Linked DNA regions of Sus scrofa: all the other regions are linked to region 2. Evidence: chromatin contacts called from public Hi-C and HiChIP or PLAC-seq data. All regions are on one chromosome and are shown on one strand. The core of a region is the stretch at or near the end of the contact, and the rest is flanking DNA. Distances in the headings are between cores, read along the strand shown. Region 1 holds the start of LOC110261410. Region 2 holds the start of HECTD3 (E3 ubiquitin-protein ligase HECTD3). Region 3 holds the start of TMEM53 (transmembrane protein 53). Region 4 overlaps C6H1orf228.

What was found. Hi-C and Micro-C count contacts between places; a contact is called where the count stands out from the background. HiChIP or PLAC-seq counts read pairs in DNA pulled down with a chosen protein or histone mark.
Region 1: a contact with region 2 is called in a Hi-C map of liver, with 4 times the contacts expected there. The contact joins the promoter of LOC110261410 here to the promoter of HECTD3 in region 2. A contact is called at or near these places in 3 of 5 promoter capture datasets (fetal liver, fetal skeletal muscle and liver), 11 of 47 Hi-C or Micro-C datasets (alveolar macrophages, epiblast stem cells, heart right ventricle and 5 more) and 1 of 2 datasets of contacts at active chromatin or transcription factors (skeletal muscle).
Region 3: an H3K27ac HiChIP or PLAC-seq map of alveolar macrophages shows a contact between it and region 2. The contact joins the promoter of TMEM53 here to the promoter of HECTD3 in region 2. A contact is called at or near these places in 1 of 47 Hi-C or Micro-C datasets (liver) and 1 of 2 datasets of contacts at active chromatin or transcription factors (alveolar macrophages).
Region 4: a Hi-C map of skeletal muscle shows a contact between it and region 2, with 2.8 times the contacts expected there. The contact joins the enhancer-like site here to the promoter of HECTD3 in region 2. A contact is called at or near these places in 4 of 47 Hi-C or Micro-C datasets (embryonic fibroblasts, heart right ventricle and skeletal muscle) and 1 of 2 datasets of contacts at active chromatin or transcription factors (alveolar macrophages).

What each region holds. Positions count from the first base shown.
Region 1 is chr6:165,864,533-165,867,327 of Sscrofa11.1, forward strand. It overlaps LOC110261410, which reads left to right and starts at 1,334. Exons shown (of 9, transcript XM_021097629.1): 1 at 1,334-1,499; 2 at 2,570-2,603. The coding sequence starts at 1,334. MMACHC (methylmalonic aciduria (cobalamin deficiency) cblC type, with homocystinuria) reads right to left here and starts at 1,142. Exons shown (of 4, transcript NM_001244776.1): 1 at 1,045-1,142. The coding sequence starts at 1,125.
Region 2 is chr6:166,331,850-166,334,703 of Sscrofa11.1, forward strand. HECTD3 (E3 ubiquitin-protein ligase HECTD3) reads left to right here and starts at 1,435. Exons shown (of 21, transcript XM_021096755.1): 1 at 1,435-1,921; 2 at 2,066-2,226; 3 at 2,482-2,574; 4 at 2,653-2,788. The coding sequence starts at 1,553.
Region 3 is chr6:166,643,803-166,646,502 of Sscrofa11.1, forward strand. It overlaps TMEM53 (transmembrane protein 53), which reads left to right and starts at 1,301. Exons shown (of 3, transcript XM_003482099.4): 1 at 1,301-1,580. The coding sequence starts at 1,520. C6H1orf228 reads right to left here and starts at 1,199. Exons shown (of 18, transcript XM_021096783.1): 1 at 1,005-1,199; 2 at 241-333.
Region 4 is chr6:166,588,200-166,591,006 of Sscrofa11.1, forward strand. C6H1orf228 reads right to left here. Exons shown (of 18, transcript XM_021096783.1): 13 at 1,370-2,040. The coding sequence ends at 1,853. Among named protein-coding and RNA genes, the nearest start is that of KIF2C, 12 kb to the left of the region's middle. Within about 2 kb of position 1,307, at least 69 of the 83 cell types and tissues checked have an H3K27ac peak or open chromatin away from gene starts, as enhancers often do. A contact at or near this core is called in alveolar macrophages, embryonic fibroblasts and skeletal muscle, where this site is marked.

The DNA.
Region 1 (2,795 bases), core at 84-2,583, 470 kb before region 2:
TCAATGGGAAGGAATGGATTTGGAAGATGCAGCAGACAGATTCCTAAAGGGCCCAGTGGCTGACTGGATGTAGGGTTGGGGAGGTGAGAGATGGAGGAGCCTAGGATGACTGGCAGGACTATAGATGGCACAGTTCAATACCACAGCCCCCACCACCCAGGCCTGCCTGATCACACCAGATACGCATCCCCACTCTCCCCCATACCTGCCAGCCACCACTACTACCTCCACACCTTTACTCAAGCTATTCCTGACATTTGCGATGTATATAACTGTCCTTCCTTCCAATCTATTTTTTCATATACAGCTCAACTCCACTGTTTCAGAGAAGGCTCTCTCACTCTAAACCCAACCTACCTCTTCCTCTATATCATTACCCAGCACTGCTTAGGGGCCACTCATTGGAAGGTTGTGGGAGTGGGCTGCCTCTTAAGCATCAGGCAAAAGGCTCAAGCTGAGTTTAATCAGCTTTGTTTCCAAGCAGAGGGCTCAGTGCAGGAGGCAATGGATATGGGGAAATGGACCTATGTGCAAAACGGTAGGTGGTGATGCTAGACTTGTGTGTCAGGTAAGTATGCAGTCTCTGTACTCAGACGGGTCCTAGTAATTGGCAACTTCATGAATCCCTCCTTTGGTTGGTAGATGGGACAGACCAGCCAATCATTTGCTTGTTCAACCCCAGGAATGTCCTTCCCTCATGAGATGACCTAAATTCTAGCCATGCAAATCTTTCAGACGTTGCCCTCTCCTAACTCCTTCGGGAAGCTTCCAAAGTGACTCTGGCCCCTATGTAAACTGCGTAGGTGACAAGGCCACAAGGTTACTGATCATGTGGTGTCTCCTGCTCATCAGTCCGGCAATATATGAGGGTAAAAGGACAAACGTGCAACGCTTCTCTACCCTTTGAACTTAAGCGCCCGTTGACACCCTCTCCCGGTAGGTCAGACGGACACGCGGCCGGGGGAGCTCGGGAAAGAATAGAGGCCAGTGGCACCGAGGCTAATCATACGTTTTGCCCTAGCACCGCGGTAGGGATAAACCAACCTGGAAGGGGTAAATTTCGAAGCCAAAAGGGCATAACGTGTCCTCAATCCTCTGCTTCAGCTCTGCGACATGGGGCTCCATAGCGCACGCTACACGCTGAGCCTGCTGGGAAATGGAGTTTGAAGGCCAACGCGGGCCGTTAAACGTCGAGGTAGCTTGAACTCCATTTCCCAAGAGCTACTGGATCTGCAGCGGAACATCGTTGGCTCTGCGCGATGCATCCTGGGACACGTAGTTCATTTGGTCCTTAGACGCGGCGGCTACAAAATCAGAAAGACTGTTTCGCGGCATGGTGGGGGTGTGTGTATGTGCTAATGCGCGTGTTAAACGCTTCCAGAAAAATGTAGCTTGGCAGCCTTCTTCTGCTGCCGGTTGTCTCCGTGTGGGGCGAACTCAGTTTCCCAATCGGCGCCGCGGAGGCCAGTCCAAAGTCTGGCTTTCCCGGAGTGTCATAGGTTCGAACAGGGTGGCGGCAGGAGTCGCTGCCTTAGATTCGGTGTAATCGCGCCAGTGTCCTGCGTCTGCGGAGGTCTCGACCAAGATTCAGCATCTTCAACTCCCCCCTGGTATCTGTATCAGGGTAACCCTCTTGTACCCCAGTTCCCCAAGGACGCTGCTCCCCTGACGAGTCCCTGAGGCTTAATTTTGGTCTAATATTGCATCCTTACTTTTATTTTTTTATTTTATTTTTTATTATTATCATTATTTTTGTCTTTTTGCTATTTTTTTTGGGCCACTCCCGCGGCATATGGAGGTTCCCAGGCTAGGGGTCTAATCGGAGCTGTAGCCCCTGGCCTACGCCAGAGCCACAGCAACGCGGGATCCGAGCCGTGTCTGCAACCTACACCACAGCCCACGGCAACGCCGGATCCTTAACCCACTGAGCAAGGGCAGGGACCGAACCCGCAACCTCATGGTTCCTAGTCGGATTCGTTAACCGCTGCGCCACGATGGGAACTCCAGCATCCTTACTTTTAGTATTGCGTACCCACTCATCTCTTTCGAGCTGACGTTCTGGCCTTTCCCGGGCTTTGCCTCGGATGTCCCGGGTTGGGAGAGCAAGGGCGTAAGGCTCTAGGGACCCAGACCACTGCCTCAGGCTATGAGAAGGAACCAGACTTTGAGCAGCTCGACACGCTTCTCAATGCTACTGACCGGGAGTTCCTGTCCTGGCTCGGTGGTTAACGAATCCGACCATGAGGTTGCGGGTTCCATCCCTGGCCCCGCTCAGTGGGTTAACGATCCAGCGTTGCCCTGAGCTGTGGTGTAGCTCGGATCCCGAGTTGCTGTGGTTGTGGTGTAGGCCGGCAGCTATTGCTCCGATTCGGCCCCTAGCCTGGGAACATCCATATGCCGAGGGAGTGGCCCCTAGAAAAGACCAAAAAAAAAAAAAAAAAAAAAGCTACTGACGGAAATGTGGCCAGGATTAAGACGAGGGGGCACCTGAGGCCCCTGCCCCCGGATTAAGGTAGTGGGTTAAGGAACACCAAGAACTCATTGGCCTGTGCCCTTCTTTGTTTTGTAGCAGCAGCTGTATTCCTTTGGGGTCTCCACCGCAGGTAAGTATTGTTCCTTTTCCTACTTACCCGCCAGCCTTTTCTCTTTCCAGGATCTGCCTTTTATTGGTGCCTGTACCACTATTCCTTACAAATTCAGCTTTTTCCTTTCCTGAGCAAACATCAGTCCTCCCCCTCCCTCTAATAGACTTTGCACTGACTTTGCCTTATTCCTTCTGCAGGAGACCTGGCTGG
Region 2 (2,854 bases), core at 185-2,684:
TGACATTGTTGTAACATTATACTGAGTGAAATGACAGACGCATAAGGACAATACTGTATGGTTCCGCTAATATTAAGTATCTAGAATAGGCAAATTCATGGAGGCAAAAAGTGGATCAGAGTTTACCAGGGGCTGGGGAATGAGGGCAATGAGGAGTTACTGCTTAAAGGGTACAGAATTTCTGCTTGGGTTGATGAAAAAGTTTCAGAAATAGATAATTGTACACTTTAAAAATCGGTTAAGATGGCAAATTTTGTTATATAATTTTATCTCTTTTTTTAAAATTTAACACATCAAAACCTATTGAATTGTACTTTTTTTTTTTGCTATTTTAGAGCCACACGTGCAGCATTTGGAAGCTCCCAGGTGGAATCAGAGCTGCCCCCGGAAGCCACAGCTCACAGCACTGCCGGACCCTTAACCCACCGAGTGAGGTCAGGGATCGAACCCGAATCTTCATGGACACCATTCGGGTTTGTTGCTGCTGAGCCACAGTGGGAACTCCAGAATTGTGCCTTTTAGACATGCGCATCATGTGGTCTGTAAACTTTTGAAAAGTGGGTGGGGTAGGAGGACAGTTTCCTTTTCTTCCGTGACTGCGCATCACCAGCGGCCCCTGCCCTTTTTGGTTGGTTGGTCGGTTGCCTCCTTGGCCCCCATCTTGGTCTTTCCTCTTATCTGGCTCAGAAGCACTGGAGGAAAGTGGATAATGATCACCCATGCCCTGGGATTAGGAGTAGCCACCAGGATCAAGCCCGAATGACTCAAGACTCCTGTCAGCAGCTGGACTGTGGGACTGTGGAAAGGGTCATTTCCCAAACATTTTAGCCGCACTGCCCCTGGGGTGAGAGCCTGAGATTTGTAAGGATTCTTCCTGTTGGAGTTCCATCGTGGCTCAGTGGTAATGAGTCTGACTAGTACGCGGACTAGGAGGACTAGTACTAGGAGGACAGGAGTTGGATCTCTGGCCATGCTCAGTAGGTTAAGGATCCGGCGTTGCTGTGAACTGTGGTGCAGGTTGCAGATCCGGCTCAGATCTGGCAGTGCTGTGGCTTAGGCCGGCAGCTGCAGCTCTGATTCGATCCCTAGTCCGGGAACGTCCATATGCCACAGCTGGGGCCATAAAGGAAAAAAAAAAGGATTCTGGTTGTAGTGTGGCTCACTGGAGCGAGGAGGCAAAACGAGAGGCTGGAGGATCTGAGAAAGAAATAGCTGTTGCAATGACCCAGGCTAGATAGGACGGGGCTTGAATGAGGATAACAGCGGTGGGGATAAAATGGTGGTAGCAATGGGGATTGCGGGGGTAGACAGATCTAGCAGAAACTACTGAACTTGGGTCTCACTGGCTGAAGAAGCAGCACAGAAGTAGGTAACACCATTGAGGACCTGAGTACACAGAGCAATACGGCGGGACTCTGAGGCGCTCTTAGTCCAGAACATACGGCGAAGGCTGACGGAAGGCGGGGCCGCGCGTGGTGGGAAGCCCGGTCCGCGTTCCCGGCCGCCGCTCCTGGGGCCGCCTCGCCTCTGGGTTTCCCCGGGACAATTCGCTATGGCGGGGCCGGGCCCGGGCGCGGCTCTGGAGTCCCCGCGGCAACTGCTGGGCCGCGTGCGCTTCCTGGCAGAAGCAGCGAAAAGCCTCCGCGCCGGGCGGCCGCTGCCGGCGGCTCTGGCTTTCGTGCCGCGCGAGGTGCTCTACAAGCTTTACAAGGACCCGGCGGGACCGTCGCGCGTGCTGTTGCCCGTGTGGGAGGCGGAGGGCCTGGGGCTGCGTGTGGGAGCCGCGGGCCCGGCCCCCGGTACCGGTTCCGGGCCCCTCCGTGCCGCCCGTGACAGCATCGAGCTCCGGCGCGGTGCCTGCGTGCGCACCACGGGCGAGGAGCTGTGCAACGGCCACGGGCTCTGGGTGAAGCTGACCAAGGTGCGAGAGACCCCGGGGCCAGGGAAGTCCTTGGCTGCGCCTCTCCCTTCCCCCACACCGAGCGGGCATTGCGTTCGGTGCCCTTTGCCCTGGGCTGGGCAGGCAGGCCGCTGACAACTGTTCCCATCCGGCTGGTCCCGGCAGGAGCAGCTGGCAGAACACCTAGGCGACTGCGGGCTGGACGAAGGCTGGCTGCTGGTGTGCCGCCCGGCGGAGGGCGGGGCCCGCCTCGTACCCATCGACACTCCCGACCACCTCCAGCGGCAGCAGCAGCTCTTCGGAGTGGACTACCGCCCGGTGCTCAGGTCCCGCACGGGAAAGGGGCGGGGCTTGCTGTGGGAAGGCCGGCTCCGGGTCTGGCACCGCCGGGCGGCGCCTCCGGAGCCCAGTCGGGGTTTAGAGCAGGAAGGGGCGGGACCTGAAGGGAGCTGGGGTGGGGCTCATGGAGGCGTGGTTTGGAGGAGCTAGAGCTCTGGAGAAGGCTCCAGGGTCTCCTGCTACCTGCTCTCTCGCTACCTGCTGATGCCTCCCCAACCGCGTATCCCGTTCTGTGCGCACAGATGGGAACAGGTGGTGGACCTGACATACTCGCATCGCCTGGGATCAAAGCCTCAGCCGGCCAAGGCATACACAGAAGCTGTACAAAGGCTACTGTGAGTGAGCTGGGTGGGACGGGGAGGAAGGCCCTCCAGGCCTGCGCCCGTCCTAATTAGGGGCTTGGGGTTGCTTAGCTACGTGCCCCCGACGTGGACCTACGAATGCGACGAGGACCTTATCCACTTCTTGTACGACCACCTGGGCAAGGAGGATGAGAACCTGGGTAGCGTGAAGCAGTATGTGGAGAGCATAGACGTTTCCTCCTACACGGTGGGTGCTGGGACTCCTCCACCCCGAGCGGGAAGGAGTCACATCTTGCTAGATCCAGAGCTCTCA
Region 3 (2,700 bases), core at 51-2,550, 310 kb after region 2:
GTTCAATTCCAGCCCCGGTAATTTTCACATGCCACAGGCATAGCCAAGAAAAACAAAGACACAAATCTGATTGTTACTATTTTGCTTAAAGCCCTGCAGACTCCCCATTGTCCTCAGAATAAAGTCTAAGCTCTTGTGCTCATCGGTGTAAATGCACTGGAAAATTTTTCCATCAGTAAGATTTACCCATAAGCTCAGAGCTGAGCTTGACATCAAAGACCTTCCAGGATCTGGGCCTACCTGTTCTTCCAAGGTTGCTCTCCCATTGTCTCTCTTCTGTCCAGAGATGCTCATAATTCCTGGTATAGCTTCTCACTTTCCTCTCTCTGAGTCCTGCAAGGATTCGTATCTCCCAGCATCTTTCAAAGCCCAGCTTAAGAGGCATCCACACTGCCATAAATGCCCCTTTTTATCCTGAGCTGCTAAAATCCTTAGGGCCTACTCTTATGTAGTATTTTATCCCTTGCACAGAATTACAGTTGACTCCTGCTCAAGACTTATGGAAGTCAAGGCCAAGAAATGTAATCCTCACTAGAGTCCACCTACAAAACAGGTGCTCAGGATTTTTTTTTGTCTTTTTGCCTTTTCTAGGGCCGCTCCCGCGGCATAGGGAGGTTCCCAGGCTAGGGGTCTAATCGGAGCTCTAGCCACCCGCCTACACCAGAGCCACAGCAACTCGGGATCCGAGCCGCGTCTGCAACCCACACCACAGCTCACGGCAACTACGGATCCTTAACCCACTGAGCAAGGCCAGGGATGGAACCCACAACCTCATGGTTCCTAGTCGGATTCGTTAACCACTGCGCCATGACGGGAACTCCAGGAAACATTTTTTAAGTGCGGGAATAAATGTAAGAAAACTGTACTGCTTAACCCCTTTTGTCCCGCACGAACAGGACATTCTCTAAAGTCTTCCCAGGAGATACCACCTCCTCTGCATCCCACCCACCCAGCAGCCAAAATATGCCTCCATCCACCGGGGGGGCGGATGGGCTAGCACGCACCCCTTTGGCCGTTTTGTACGGTTTTCTACCTCCAGCCCTCGGAGTTGCGGCTGGTGGAAGACAGTAGAGGCAGCTAGCTAATGTAACTCAAAGGACACTGCTGTCCCCTTCGTAGGATAACACGCGGTTGGGACGGGAAACCTTTCCCATCCCCAGAACATAGCAGCTCTCCCGCAGACTCTTACCGACGCAGGACGGTAGCGACTCTTCCTGACCGGCGTCTTGGCTGGCCAATACTTGACCGAGATCAAGAGAGTCAGCCAATGGCGGTGGGCCAGGGATAGAGTGGGGCGGGGCGCTGTTGCTATGGCCGAGCTAGCCGGTTGCAGCGAGAGGCTCTGAAAGAGACTCGGTGGTTGCTAGGGCGGGAGGTCACAGAGCGCAGCTCAGGGATTGGGCAGCGTCGAGGGAGGTGGGTGGTGATTGGGCGGCGCCCAGGAGGCGCCCTGGTGAGGCGCGGACTTGCGAGCGTGAGTTCCGGCGAGAGGCCCGAGCTGAGGGCCCGCGGCTTCACGATGGCCTCGGCCCAGCTGGACTACACCATCGAGATCCCGGATCAGTCCTGCCGGAGCCAGGGTATGGAGCGGGGGTTGGGTCCGATCGTGGGGAGGTGACGGAGCGAGTCGTGGGCAGCAAGCGCAGCTGTGGCCCCGCCCCTCTTGCAGCCCCGCCCCCTCGCGGCCCACCCGCTCCTGGGGTCCCGCAGGTCCTGGACTTGGTCCGGCCAGAGAGCCCCGCCCCCTAGTCAGCCCCGCCCCAGAATGTTCGCCGCGTCCAAGCCCCGCCCCTTCACTGCGTCTCCGCCCACCTCCCCCAACCCAGCTTGGAGGTCTTTTCACCGTCTGTTTAGTGGGAGTTTTCCGGTCCCTGCCCGGGTTTCTCTCCTGGTAGCTGAAGGCTGCCGAGGGCGGGGGCCCCCCTGATTCCACTTTTGGGGGGCGGGATTCCCACTGCTGTTGTTGTTAGGGGTCCGGCCTTTTTAGTCCCACCATTTTCCCCGAGGTCTTTGCAGAAGCCCACCTTCATCCCTCCCTCTCCACTCCTCCTGGAAGTGGTTAACCGCCGTGTCTGCCAGGAGGTAGAAGGTGGTTCACACCTGACTCCTCTCTTTAGTAGCTGGGTGACCTCTGGCAGTCTTCCTCCGGCTCTTTGCCTGGATTTCCTCATCTGCAAAACCGAGGCACCAATAGTCACCTCCCTCGTAGGGTTGTTGGTTGCGCAAGTGAGATTATTTGTGTAAAGGACCCAGCAGAGGGCCTGGCACGGAGTGTGTTTAGTGATTAACCTTTTCCTTCCTATCAGAAAGGTGTGGGGGAGGCACCACCAAACCAGTAGCCTATAGAGCAGGTCTGGATCACTGGCAGTGTGAGTAGGATCAGGGGCCCAGGGCATGGAAAGTTTAGCCCAGGTGGGGAATTACGGTAGAGGAGCCTTGAAGCACACGCCAGCCTGAACTACACGTGCATTCCTCCACACGCCTTCACACCTCCCTTAGCACAGCCAGCAGCAGCTCAGCCTTTTCCGCTGCCACCATGGCATTCTTCCTAATGCCCAGGTTTGATTTTCTCACTGTTCTGTGTAAAACCCTTCAGTGGCTCCTTCTTGCCCGCAGGATAAATCAGGTCCAGATTCTTTAGCCCGCATTCAGAGTCCTTTATAATTTAGCGGCGTCCCTGCTTCTCGCTTTCATCCCTAT
Region 4 (2,807 bases), core at 57-2,556, 260 kb after region 2:
CTGCTGAGCCACACAGGAACTCCTTTATTCCTGTTTTTGTTTTCACAAGGAAAAGGTCTAAGAAACCTTGAATGAATAGGAATCTCCTTGTGGTTCAGCAGGTTAAGGATCCAGCATCGTGACTGCTACAGCAAGGGCTCGATCCTTGGCCTGGGAACTTCTACATGTCATAGGTGTGACCAAAAAAAAAAAAAGTTTATGAAAAAATTTTTATTTATTTATTTTTCCATCTACAGCATGGGGACCAAGTTACACATACATGTATACATACTTTTTCCTCCCATTGTTGTGTTTGAAAAAATTAAAAAAAAATAGATGGGGACTGGAGAGATTTTTTAATAGTAGTGCCACTAGCTGTCCCTTTGCTGGACGTCCCAGGCATTGTGGTAATACTCAAACAATGGAATATTGCGCAGAAAATAAAATGGATGAACTGGAACTAGGTTTACAGATACCAACACAAATACATCTTGAAAATGCAGTTAATTTTAAAAAGGAAGTTACAGAAGGATGGATAAGGTATAAGATTTACACAAGTTTTACAAACACATGACTGATATTGTTGGGTGGAAGAACGGGTATCGCTGAACAAAGGGGGAGCAAATGGGATTGCGGAGGTACAGGTGCAGGCTTCAACTGTATACATAAGGATTTTGTTTTTTGGCATGTGGAAGTTCCTGGGTCAGGGACTGAACCCGAGCCACAGCACCAACCCAGGTCATTGCAGTGGCCACGCTGCATCATTAACTCTCTACACCACAACAAAACTGTTTTGTTTTTACAAGAGAATATCCACACTTTTTTTTTTTTTTTTTTTTTTGGCTGTGCCTATGGCATGCCGAAGTTCCCACGTTAGGGATCGAACCTGAACCACGGCAGTGACCCGACCCACAGAGGTGACAGTGCTGAGTCCCTAACTGCTAGACCACCATGAAACTCCCTACCCTACTTATATACACGACAATGCGGTTGGATCCTTGGATCCCTGGCCTTGTTCAGTGGGTTAAGGATCCTGCGTTGGCACAAGGTGTGGCATAGATGCAAGGTGTGGCATAGATGCAAGCTGTGGGGTAGGTCAGGATACAGTTCCATCTGGCGTGGCCGGGGCTACGGCTCCCATTCGACCCCTAGCCTGGGAACCTCCATATGCCATGGGTGCAGCCCTAAAAACAAAAAACAAAACAAAACAAAACCAAACCCTCCCCAAACCTCCTCCCTGCCCTCGGACTTTGTCTGGACCCGGTCTCTACTTCCTGCCAATCTGGTTTCTGCTCTGCCCCCCGGTGGTGGCTCTAAACTCAGCAGGAAAACTAATGAACCAAGGTACTTCCAGAAACGGGAGGTCGGTGACTCAGCCTCATTTACATACCCAGAATGCATTGCACAAGGTTCTCTCCAATTTTTAAAGGCTGGCTTCTTCTTTTTCTTTTAGCCTTCCCCCTCCTCCTGCCGCTCCAGAAAATGATGATATTTTCACAGTATTGCCTGAGACAAAGGTATAACTTACTAGGTCTTTGGGGACACACAGTTACCATTGCTGAATTAGGACTTACAGTTACCCGAGGACTGTGTGCTCGGCAAAGTGAGCATACTCTGGTTTCTCTTCAGATCGTATAAATCTTTCGCCTTTTACTAAAGATTTCCGTGGAGAGGAACAATTCTGAGTCTTTACCCAATTTTTTGAGGCCTTGCTTATGCGAGGCTTACTGAGAGTGTACAAAAAATAGACGAGTTTTTTACTGGTTTGTAGGTAAACTTTTTGTGGTGGGGGTTTTGCGTCTGTTGTTTAAGTGAATTTTACATGTAAATGCTTACGGGTAACACTTGCGCTGTGGAGATACTGTGCTTTTTCCTATTCAGTTACTGCATGAAACATTTCGAACTCTGGCGAGGGCGGCAGCACTGCTTTCCAGTCTGCTCTCTTTTTCGGAAGAACACGTGTGCTCGTGGCTTGGACGGTGTGGCTTAATCCTCCCGTAGTCAAAGGTCTTGGTGAAGCGATGCTGATGGGGTCGGAGAAGCACGCTGTCGTTTTACCCCCTAGTGACCACACAGGAGAGATTCAAGCAGGGACGGGCACACTTGGTCCCACAGGTTTAAATTTATGCTCACACGTTGGAGACGGCCAAGTGTAGACTGGCACTGCCTGGTGCACAGCCCTCAGTTGCCCAGTAGAGGTCTGCTACCTATGGAATATCTGGTTAATCTATTTTGATTAGGCCTTGAAGTAAACTTTTAAAATTCAGGCCTGGACGTACCTGTTCACAAACATTTTTCAAGGTAGTACGACGTGAGCACCTCGGGCATAGCCCACCTCTCTGCGGCTCTGGTTCTAAGTGTTGCACTCGTGTGATTTGGCATTAAAAAAAAAAAAATTGTAAAAAAGTTGAAGTACAGTTGGTTTCTTTTTCTATGACATATTTATACGTTTTTCACATATTTATACATATGAGGTAATTTAGCCTTAAAAGTAGAACTATTAAAAATAGGGAAGTTCCCCTTGCGGCGCAGCGTAAATGAATCCGACTAATAGCCGTGAGGTTTCAGGTTCGATTTCTGGCCTTGCTCAGTGGGTTAAGGATCCGCATTGCTGTGAGCTGTGGTGTAGGCCGGCGGCTACAACTCCAATTTCGACCCCTAGTCTGGGAACCTCCATATGCCGGACGTGCAGCCCTAGAAAACACACGCACGCGAATACACACACACAAACCAAGGAAATCTTGGGAGTTTCCTTGGGGTGCAGTGGGTTAAGGATCTGTCCTTGTCACTGCAGCATCTCAGGTCAACTAATGTGGCATAGCTTTGAT